2 separate regions of the Mus musculus genome follow, and region 1 is linked to region 2. A link is a contact called in public HiChIP or PLAC-seq data. All regions are on one chromosome and are shown on one strand. The core of a region is the stretch at or near the end of the contact, and the rest is flanking DNA. Distances in the headings are between cores, read along the strand shown. Region 1 has its middle 27 kb from the start of Poc1b. Region 2 overlaps Atp2b1 (ATPase, Ca++ transporting, plasma membrane 1).

The links. HiChIP or PLAC-seq counts read pairs in DNA pulled down with a chosen protein or histone mark.
Region 1: an HNF4G HiChIP or PLAC-seq map of pancreatic cancer cells shows a contact between it and region 2. The contact joins two enhancer-like sites. A contact is called at or near these places in 1 of 15 datasets of contacts at CTCF or cohesin (the NIH/3T3 cell line), 1 of 484 Hi-C or Micro-C datasets (Th1 cells), 2 of 115 datasets of contacts at active chromatin or transcription factors (bone marrow-derived dendritic cells and pancreatic cancer cells) and 2 of 9 other capture datasets (adipose tissue and pancreatic islet).

The regions. Positions count from the first base shown.
Region 1 is chr10:99,077,606-99,083,513 of GRCm38.p6, reverse strand. No RefSeq gene overlaps it. Among named protein-coding and RNA genes, the nearest start is that of Poc1b, 27 kb to the left of the region's middle. Within about 2 kb of position 1,808, at least 52 of the 459 cell types and tissues checked have an H3K27ac peak or open chromatin away from gene starts, as enhancers often do. A contact at or near this core is called in pancreatic cancer cells, where this site is marked.
Region 2 is chr10:98,970,590-98,976,407 of GRCm38.p6, reverse strand. All of the region lies in intron 2 of Atp2b1 (ATPase, Ca++ transporting, plasma membrane 1), which reads right to left. Among named protein-coding and RNA genes, the nearest start is that of Atp2b1, 58 kb to the right of the region's middle. Within about 2 kb of position 2,362, at least 37 of the 459 cell types and tissues checked have an H3K27ac peak or open chromatin away from gene starts, as enhancers often do. A contact at or near this core is called in pancreatic cancer cells, where this site is marked.

The DNA of each region.
Region 1 (5,908 bases), core at 559-3,058, 110 kb before region 2:
TTCAGGCTAAGCTGTCGTTCCTCAGCCGCCATTCTGGTCCCTCTTTTAGCTCCAGAAACACAGGTCCTAAATACAAGGCAAATGGCTTCATCATCTCCCAACCCTGATGGGGATGGAGGCCAATCAGATTCGTTTTTGGAACCTGAACTGCACTATCAGTCGTTAGCAGGGCATAAGGCAGCAAGAGAGGGAAGGAAACAGCGAAAATAAAATAACCCACCAAAGGCCCACATCTGGGCAGGTCTAATCCAATAGTCATGGATTCCTGACCCTGGCCCTCCATCCCCAGGAATCTCCATTGGTTCTGCAGTTGCCTGTTCACTGTGTGTATTGGGCTCCCAGTATAATGAGTTTAAATAGTGCTGCTCTTATTTTGTAGCAACACTTCCCATTTCTCCTTAAGAAAAGGCAAACACATTGGCATACTCAGACACACCATCGTTTGCCCTTGATCAAGGGGATGAACAGCCTCGTGTTTGCTGGTGGAGACTCTCCACATTATACAAGGACTTCAGACCACAAGGTGAGTGTTCCAAGAAGGAAACAACGCTCTCCAAGTGAAATATTAAGGGTAATGGTGAGAGGAATTGCTCCCATCCATACTCATGTCTGGGTTTCCAGAGTCTATATTGGCTGTTGATCTGACCACTTCAGAAGACAGGCTGTCTTCATCAGGGTTTCTATTTCTGCACAAAACATCATGACCAAGAAGCAAGTTGGGGAGGAAAGGGTTTATTCAGCTTACACTTCCCACATTGCTGTTGATCACCAAAGGAAGTCAAGACTGGAACTCAAGCAGGTCAGGAAGCAGGAGCTTCAGACTGCTGTAACAAAATGCCACAAGCTACATGGCTTATGGGTGCAGAAACATACTTTTCACAGTTCAAGAAGGCAAGAGATTCTGAGCTTAATGAGATTCTATATTCCCTGGCTCACAGATAATACAGCTGGTCACCTTGAGTGTTGGGAGGCTCTCTGTTGTCATACCACTAATTCTGTGAGGGCAATGCCTCCCTGAACTAATCATATTCCGAGAGTTCCACCTCTAATGCCGCCATGCTGGTGATTAAGTTTCAGCCTAAGAGTCTTGAGTCTAGGGCTAAAGAGATGGCTCAGTGGTTAAGAGCATTGGCTGCTCTTCCAGAGGTCCTGAGTTCAATTCCCAGAAACCACTTGGTGGCTCACAACCACCTATAAGGGAATCTGATGACCTCTTCTGGCCTGTAGATATATATGCAGCAGAACACTCATACATTAAATAAATAAAATTTAAGAGAGAGAGAGAGAGAGAGAGAGAGAGAGAGAGAGAGAGAGAGAGAGAGAGTCAGAGTCTTGAGTCTACAACCGTTCAGAATATGGAAGCTGGGAGAGAGACTCACTGACAGCAAGTCAAGAGACCATCATAGCTGCCACCTTCTTTAGCCTTCTGTATACATGTCCTCTGGGAGACCAGTAGGAGCTTCAAACAGCCTTTTAGAAGGTTATCCCCTTGCTTTTAGATGATCTTGATAGCAATCTTCCAAGCCTTGGATAAACCGACCAACTCACTAGCCACGCTCTGTAAATGTCCCTATCTCAGGAAACCACAAATTATCTCCTATGTGACTAACCATAACCCTTGTTCATGATAAGGGTTCCTTCTGACTTTCAGGACCAACCCAGAAAGATAGCTTCTGAAATCCGGCAGTGCCCCCTTCTTCCTCATTAAGTGGTCATGGGAAATTCCCCATGACATCAGAGTCATAATTGGAGGGAAAGTTGGGAAGCGGCAAGAAGCCTGAGTCATCTGCTTATGCAAAGAAGTGCCGAAAATAGAGCGGGAGAGGTGAGGAGAGGCGGAGCAACAGCTCGCCCACACATGCGCAGTTCCTTACCCTTAAGTTAGTGTGAAATGATTCCTTAGCGAGCATGCAGTTCCTTACCCTTAAGTTAAAGTGAAATGATTTCTTAGCGAGCCTCCTTTTCACTGTGAGAAAAATCCTCATGAACACAAAAGCTTCAACTTTTTAAAAAAAGATGCTAACAAGGCAATGAGAGATTATCTTAGCATATCTTGACACATTTAAGATAAATATCTTACAGTCTTTATTAAATAAACCAGAAGTCGAGAAGTAGACATATCTAAGATCTGTGTCTAACTGATTTTTCCTAAGAAGTCTTTAATATTTGTGTGTGTGCTCGCGTGCTCATGATCGCTCACACGTTTTCTCCCTGAGAAGTCATAGGAGTGGCTTTATTTTGTGAAATTACAAGTTTTATGCTTACGATATGTATGATTTTGTATATAAGTATTCCATATGACCCAATGAAATGTATTCTCTGTATATGATGACCTTTCTTTAAATATTTCCATAAAACAGAAACTAGATGAGAAAATTTCATGGCATACTGCACAAGGTACTGCATTCTTGCAGCTGAATCACCCAGTCTACCAGAGCTATTTGCTGACTGCTTAGAACACAAGGACTTGCCTTAAATACCACCTACCTATACAGCAGGGAGAGTGAGATATAAAAGCAATAATCCATTCACTAACCAATTATTCACATGGCTAGAGGAGATGACTTGGTCATTAACAGCACTGTCTGCTCTTCCAAAGGTCCTGAGTTCAATTCCCAGCACTCACATGGTGGCTCATAGCTAACTGTCCTGGGATCTGATGCGCTCTTCAGGCATGCAGGAGCACACAGACACACACAAACACACACACAGATAAATAAATGGATCTTTAAAAAACCAAAAATGTATTCACTAAACACCTACGATATGTTAGACAACCATCTAGACAGTTGAGATTCCATGAGTGAGCAATAAGAGACAGAACCCCTCGTCATGTGGAGCTGATTCCTTGTGAAAGGAGACTGTCAATTAACAGCAACCAACAAGCACATTACAAAGTACATTAGAAGGGAATAATAGCTAGTCAGGAAAATAAAGCAGGTAAAAGAGATACAGGGGGCTCTGGGGAGACGGTTGTAGTTTTAAGATGTCTGGCAGCAGTCACCTAGAAAGTGGTCCTTAGGCAAAGCTCTGATAGAGAGGAAATGAACCGTGGCATGGCCGGAGAAGAACAAATGTGGAGGCAGGGGACCAAGGTTCAGGCAAATGGGTTAGTATGGTTAGGGTAAGTCAGCAAGGGGCGTGGAATCGATATGATGTCAGATGCCCAATAAAGGAGAAGACAATTGTAGGCTGTTGTAACAATTCAGTTTTTTATTTTCAGCTCATGTGTCTGAACACTTGATCTCCAGCTGATGGTACTATTTCAGAAGGCGATGGATCCTTTAGGGGGTGGAGCTTTGCTGCAGGAAGTGGGTCACTAGTGTGGGACACTGAGGTTGTATAGTACGGTATCACTTCCTGCCTTCTCTCTGCTTCCTGACTCGATGTGATCAGCTGCCTCCCGTTTCTGCTGCCATCCCTGCCATGCTGTGATGGAATGAATTTCTTCTTAAACTGCAAACCAGAATAAGTCCTCCTTCCTGTAAGTGGATTTGTGTCAGGTATTGACAAAAAGTAATGAGAAAAGCTGCTAATAAAGTCATCAAGGCAGGAATCTGAGAAAAGGAGTGGTATGAAATGATGTAACCATTGAAGTATACACTAGCCATTGAAGGATGCACTATCCATTGAAGAATGCACTTATCCATTGAAGGATATACATATCCATTGAAGGATACACATATCCATTGAAGGATACACATATCCATTGAAGGATACACTATCCATTGTAGGATGCACTATCCATTGAAGGATGCACTTATCCATTGAAGGATACACATATCCATTGAAGGATACACATATCCATTGTAGGATACACTATCCATTGAAGGATACACATATCCACTGAAGGATGCACTTATCCATTGTAGGATGTACTATCCATTGAAGGATGCACTTATCCATTGAAGGATGCTTGTGTCCATTGAAGGATACATGATCCAAGGAGGGAAAATTTTTAAACAGACCCCCAGAGGAGCAAGACAGTCTGGACAAGAGGCTGATTTTTATTATTTTTCAAGATTTAAAATTTTGATTTTATGTTTATGAATACTTTGCCTGCATGTATGTATGTGCCCATGGTGGCCAGAAAAGGGCATCAGATACCTTAGCACTGGAGTTACAGATGGTTATGATCCGTCTTGTGGGCGCTGAGAATTTCATCCACTTCCTTTGCAAAAGCAGCAAATACTCTTAACTAATGAGCCATCTCTCCAACCCCAAGGACGCTGTTTTAATAATCTGTATTAAAAAAGTGGTGACTTAGACCTGAATGGTGCGAGGGAATGTGCCAAGAATAGACTGAGGAAATTTAAGATTGAGCCAATGATATTTGTTGAAAGATTGTCTATTAGATATCACAGTGCAAGTTCTATTGCTGCGAAGAGACACCATGGCAACTCTTATAAAGGAAAGCATTTAATTGGGGCTGGTTTACAGTTCAGAGGTTTAGTCTATTATCATCATGGTAGGAAGCATGGTGGTGTGCAGGCAGACATGGTGCTGGAGAAGTTGCTCTGAGTTCTATATCAAGATCTGCAGGAAGGAGAGAGACAGAGAGGGGGGAGGGAGGGGAAGAGAAGGAGGGGAGGAGGAGATGGAGAGAGAGACTGAACCCGGCTTGGGCTTCTGAAACCTCAAAGCCATCCTCCAGTGACACACTTCCTCCAACAGGTTCATATCTACAGCAACAAGGCCACACCTCCTAACCGTGCCACTCCCTGGTGACCAATCATTCAAATCTATGAGGCCTTTGGGAGCCATTCCTGTTCAAACAACCACATGAGATTGGCAGAGAGAGGAACAGTACTTGATTTCTGATTCTAGCTCTAAACAGGTGAAGCTGTCATTGACTCAGGTGAGGGAGCCTAGAAACTGAGGATTGGATACATTGGGCTTGAGATGTCTGTCCTCTTTGTGAAGAAAACAAAGCGTCAATTAGGTTGGAAGTAATGAGCCTAGAGTTCAGAATCAGTACGTGGATGCAAGTGCAAACTTCTCATCAAGAGTTACAGAGACTATTTTTATTTGACTTAGAAGAAGCTTGATAAAGTAGAACAAAGAAGAGAGTATGAAGACAGGGGGAGAATCAAAGACTAAGATCTAGAGTACTTTAAGAACAGCACCCAACTGAGCATGGTGGCACCTGCTTTTAATTCCAGCCCCCTGGGGGCAGGTGAATCTCTGAGTTTACGACCAGCCTGGTCTACAGAGTTAGTGCCAGTTCAGCCAGGGCTACACAGAAGTCTTGAAAAAACATAACAAAACAAAACCAACCAACCACCACCAACAACAAGAAGAGCACCCAGTACTTCACAACGAAAGGTCAGCCAGTCCTGTGCTAGGGTATTCCAGACTGGCCACAAGAGCAGTTGGTTTAGCAGCATTCTCTGCTGTAATAATTTTCTCCTAGGAACATAAGTCCAAGGACATTTTTTCCAGGTTCCATGCCAGGGCACAATTATGAGTAATTGTACAGTACCTGTCCCTTCCTAATTATTGCAAATTGTTGAGTGAATTGTTTTCAAGGTTCTGGGGGCTGGCCAAATCTCTTATCGTTTGAGTTCTTATTAGAGGTTCCCAGGGCCTGAAATATACTTACTTTTCTCTCCTTTCTGGATGCTCAAGGACTACTGGGAGCTAGATGCTGCAAGGTAGCGTCTATTTGTGTTGGCACTGGAGCCCACAATCTACACACACAGAACATGCCCCTTCTCTCTCACCAACACCATCGGGATCAACTCGTTTTGTTATTTAGCAGTTACCTCTCTGCCTTCTAGGATCCTTCACTGTGGGTCTATTTTGAGTAGCCCACTGCCTCTTTTAGGGGACATGGTGTAATGTAGGCTGGTCTCAAAGTCACAATCCTCTTCTCTTGCCTTCCCAAGGGCTGGAATTAAATGGACGA
Region 2 (5,818 bases), core at 1,113-3,612:
TTAAAAGATGATACTGCTGGCTACAGGAAATGCTGGGGTAGTGGGAGAGGGCTGAGCAAGATACAGGCAGAAAACGATCCATTTTTCTTTCACTAAACAAAAGATGATGAGCTTGAGGAGACCCCTCCAGCACATGTGGAAGAAAGTCTGGCTAGAAAGAACTGAGGAGACAATGGCAAGGAGTGAGTAGAACTCCCCCCTCCCTCCCCTAGAAGTGTAATACAGTGGGGAGAAATAAATTAGTATAGGTGAGCTAGAGAGGGTATTGTTTGTTTTCTCAAAGATGGGTGGCAGACTTCAAAGCAGGTTACCGACCAAAGGAAATGAAGAGAACAGAGAGATGACAGGACGATACAGGACGTGTGGATATTATTAGAGGAAGGCCTGTGAAGAGGCAAGGGGACGGATCCACGTGAGGGTGTCAGTGTGACGGACATCGGGAAGATGCTGCCACTGCTGAGCAGAGCATGGGGAGCAAGGAAAACACCTGCTCCTGGGTTTTAAATGAGAGAAGTAGCAAATTATTTCAGATAATGTATCAAGGACTATCAGGAGAATTCTGCAGAGTCCTGTGGGCGTGGCTGCTTAGGGCACAAGGGCAACCAGCCAAGGTCAAGCACAGTTAGCTCCATGAAGAGAACAGACAACCACAATCCATAGAAGGCTCCAAATGTATAACCTTTCTATGTCTGCATCCACCTAGGTGGGAAGAAAAAGGTAGCCTGAAACTGATCAGCTGAACAGGTAAGACAGAGTAACAGTACCATCTTATACTGGAGCAGAGAGAATCAAAACCGATTATATCAAGTCCAATGTGAAGAGGATTACCTCTTCACAATGGTGGTAAGCAAGATTATGTCTGGAGTGTAGGAGATCCCTTAGGGCGTCTCTTAGTACTACCATGTCCTGTGATTAAAGTCAATGGGAAACTACAACAGCCTAATCCAAGCAGGATGACAAAGGACGCAGACCCATCAGGAATGAAGGTATGGGTCAATCCTCCAGGAAAAGAGCCAAGACCTGCTGAGGTGCTGGCTGAAGGTGACTCTTGTAAGGAATATCGACGACTGCATCTCAATTGTTGCTTCTAACTTAGGAGAGGAGGAGGAGGAGGAGGGAGAGGAGGGGGAGGAGGAGGAGGAGGAGGAGGAGGGGGAGGAGGAGGAGGAGGAGGAGGTGGTGGTGGTGGTGGTGGTTTACTAGAGTGTTTGATGCAGGTATATTTGGCTGAGAATCAAGGATAATCCATTCCACATACAACTAGGAACTGTGCGACTATGGATGTATATATGTGTACATGCCTGTGTGGCGGTGGGGGTGGGTGGGTATAACAGTTAAGGTGACTTCCCTATATAGGACAGAAGGACACAGACTGAAGAGTATATGGCAATGTGTTCATGTGCATCCTTCTTCACTGTTTCAGTTTTGAAGGAGAAGGTGATCCCTCAGTGACCTTCAAACTTTCGATCCTTCCATCTAAAGTCAGACTTAAATACACGTTCCCATATCCCATGTGCCAGGCACTGTGGGAAGGTACAAAGCACACAGGATGGGTCGGGCAGGATGCCTTTCCCTGGTTCTTGACCTTAAAGGACTCAAGAGTTTGGTAGGGATGACTAATAATCAGACACACCCAGTGTATTACATATTAGATGGCAGTGGAGGGGACACTAGGAGAGTATACACAAAGAAATAGACTCCAAACTCACAGGGCTGGGATGGGTGAAGAAATTCCAATATACTCATTTTTGGTATCTCAATCTTGATACTCTTCTTATATAGTGTTGTAGGTGGAGGTAAAATATGCTAGAGACTAAAAAGACTAGAAACAAGAGCTAACAACGTGACATACCATTTTTAAGAAAAATGAAAGATTCTCTGCTTCAAACATTAAGAACCAAAGATAGGAAAAAGGATCAACTTAGAACCAGATCACAAGGAGAGTTCTAGGTCTACTGGAGAAGTCTAAGCTTCATTTCAAAAGCAATGCTAAACAATAGGTGGCTTTAAGACCAGAAACAGGACAGGCAGAGACACCAATTATTACCCCAGCTCAATTTTTGAAAGACAAGACAGTAGATCCTACCCACAGGGCACAAAGAAAAAGACACCGTGGGTAAAAAGAAAGAAGAATTCCTAAGGCTTAACGACTACACCAGAATGGGTTTAAAAAATTCACATAGAAATCAAAGCCATTCAAGTTTCTAACTTGGCAGCCACACAGGTGACAGTTTCAGCAGAAAGGTTTAGAGAGGTTCAGGAACGGAGTTGTAGGAAAAGAATGAGGAACTGGGCTCCACCCTCAAGGCGAAGGAGAATCCTGGGCAGGAACTGTTCATATGGGAACTATGAACACCCAGGTGATGGCCTGTGATATCATCAATAGGCTTTTGGATGGCACTGCCCAGAAGGCTGTACCAACCACCAGAAACCCGCAGACCAGGAAAGTACGGGGGAGGAGGAACATGCAGAAGCAAGAAGGAGAACTCCAGGAATATGTTCAGAAGACAGAAAGGGAATTCGATCTACTGTCACCTAACAATGAAACTTAGAAGCATAATAGAAAGCCAATGACATGTTACTTCAGGTTCAAGTATGACTTTTAAAGTTATATGCTTGCTACGGAGTTGGACAACTAATTAACACAGCTTAAAAAAAAAATCTATAAGCAATGAAAACAAGTGACCAGAGAAAGCATTCAATGCTCTACTGCAGGGGCAAGCAACCCTTTTCTCGGACCAGGCTGTGCGGGAGCGACATGGAACTCAGAAGCACAAGACCGTACATGCTAACACACCACAGCCATGCAAACATTGGTGCTAATCTGCAAAACCGAGCCCAAACCACAGGGCATGAGAGCATTTTTTTTTTAAGAGCCCCTAAGTCACTAATGATTTATCCCTAGGGAAAGGTCGATTTTCTCTAAGACTTAAACTGTATCACCACATGGAGACAAGGTCAAAGTACACAGGTGCCAGAGACTTACTTCTAGGGAGAGCAAATATCAGCTGCCACTTAAAACATGGAAACTAGGCAACCAATGACAACAGCTGCTATGCCTCTCCTGCCTCCCATCATGCACCGCCACTGTTCCTAATGACGTCTTTAGCTTCCCCTGTTGGTTTTTACTTTAGCCCCTCTTTTGCCTCATTTTGATAATCATCACTTAGAAAGCTCCGCTTCACCTGACTTCTTCCCTCTGTGGCGCACGAAGCCACGCCCGGTAACTCAGCATCTGTCTTTAATTTGTATTAATTCACTTTTATACCTTGTTTGGTGCAGTATTACGACATAACAAATATGATACGGGAGCTAGAGGCATGCATCCAGAAGCCTGCAGCAGAGTCTTCTCTGCCACCCAGCACAAAGCACAAGAAAGATAACGGGGGTAAGGTAGAAAAGATACCCGAAGCCACCGTGAAAGTTAGCGGACCGAGAAATGGGATTTAGAGCAGGAATAATAGACTCGATAGAGGAAAGTAAAACACGAGAGAAGAACAGTTTAAAAGAATTTTAGGTGTTAGGATGTTATAAACAGATTATTTTAGCACAAAGCTCCGAGGAACGTGAGATACATGCTTGTTCTAAAACATACCGCAAAAATATGACATTCCAAGTCTCACCTTCATTTTACCCTGAACTTTTAATTTCAATCCCCCTCTCAGGAATTATGACAGTTAATCAGAAGGATGGGAAAATTTCATCTGGCCCAAACATGTTCTACTGGTCTACAAATAACTACTTGTAGTATTCCTGAGAACGGACTCAAATGGTACCTTTTTAGAGACCACGTGGTAAGCTGGTAGGAAAAATGGGGAAGCAAGAAACCCAGCTTCCTGGACAGAAGGACATGCTTCTAAGGGCCTCAGTGTGAGAGGAACTCCACAGCCTGGCTACTGAATGCCTCCCAAAGGGCCCTTCCCTGAGTTTCCTGGCCATGTACTCTTGCTAATAGTTACTGCTTCCTTCCAGCCCCAGGCCAATGGGCCAAGTGATCATGATAAAAATCTCTAAAACCTTTTCTTCCTTCCAGCATTGATTATTTCAGGCATTTTGTTACTGACAGAGTTGACACACAAGACCATTTATCCACCATTTAACTCCAAAAATAAGTCTGTTTTTCCACCGAGGGGAAAAATTAAGAGACAAGAACAAAGCAGCTCTTTCTCGGTCTCTCAACCCTGCTGTAAGGTATACGGGCTGAGCTTTTACAAAAAGCAGCCCCTGTGCCAGTTAAAAGCATTGTCTCAGAGATACCACAGCTGAAGTGTCGCTTTGGGCAAGCTGTTTAACCTTCTTTTTGCCCATACAATAGGACGAAGGAGTTTTAAGGATAAAATGGACTTACATTTGTAAGGAAGTACCAATCTAGCACAACAAAGTTATGTAATGTAAGTGTTAGTGTTTTTGTTGTTGCTGTTCCTAAGAAAAACCTTGAGCTGCTCCTTCAGACGACCCAGACTAAGGCAGGCGACTCCAGCATGAGTTCTCTTCTCCACTCATTGTCCTCTTAAGCCTAATACGCTACCACAGTGTATTTAATTTAGACACTATACATTTAACATGGTGAACTGTCCCGCTCCTCTGAGAATAAAGTACAGATCTTTGTTTTACTCATGGATATATGCCCAGGGCCTAAAAAGTACCTGTCACAGAGCAGACACTTTCTAATATTATACTTGAGCAATTTTAAGGCACATATATATTATGGTAAAATTTCTGAGTGCCAGATGTAACTTAATTTTTAAAAAATTTTTTATTAAGATATTTTCTTCATTTACATTTCAAATGCTATTCCTAAAGTCCCCTATACCCTCCCTCCCCAACTCCGCTTCCTGGCCCTGGCATTTCCCTGTACTGGGGCATATGATTTCACAATACCAAGGGCCTCTCCTTCCATTGATGGCTGACTAGGCCATCCTCTGCTACATATGCAACTAGAAACACAGTTTTGTGGGGTACTGGTTAGTTCATATTGTTGATCCTCATAGGGCTGCAGACCCCTTTAGCTCCTTGGGTACTTTCTCTAGCTTCTTCTTTAGGGGCCCTGTGTTCCATTTTATACTCAGAATTTCCTGCAACAATTGCCAATACCCTTCCATCTCAGGGAGATATATGGAATCTATGAAACACACAAAGCACCAAGTCAGCTCAAAGGCCGTGTCGGGGAGTGACTCATAAACAAATGCACTGAAGGGACAGGGGATACCTTTAGTTTCAGCAATAAAACCCATGTAGTGTGAAGAACCACTTCAGTTCTCACGGCCCCTGAATAAAGATTACTCTAACAAAAAGGCATGTATTTACTGTCTAGACACAGTAGTATGTAGGGGCCACACAAACCCAGCTGCTTAGTTGATCCTAATTCACCTGGTTGATCAGTGACACAATGTTAAGATCTTGGAGTGAAATATTCCTAATAAGTGAAAGCTATGAAGAGTCACTGGGAAATATTTCTATGAAGTTTGCTGCCATTTTCACTGTGTAACAATAAACACAAATATGCTTACAATAGAATGTTTTGGAATCTTTTAAAAGAGTATTTCAAGATGAAAAATTATTTGTATATGAACTATCACGATCAATTTATACACATTTTAGGAGACATTAATTCTCAGTGTCATGAAGAGGGAAAAACAGTGCGTAATTTCACTTACTGCCTCAAAGCACACACAATAAAGGGAAAATAACTGTTAAATCAGTTCTCCAGAGACCATTCATGGCTTCTACCATGTTGTCAAGAGTAAATAATCTCTTCTTCCCAGAATTTCTAGAAGCAAAATTTCCAATTAATTCATTAACTAATTAAAAAACAATG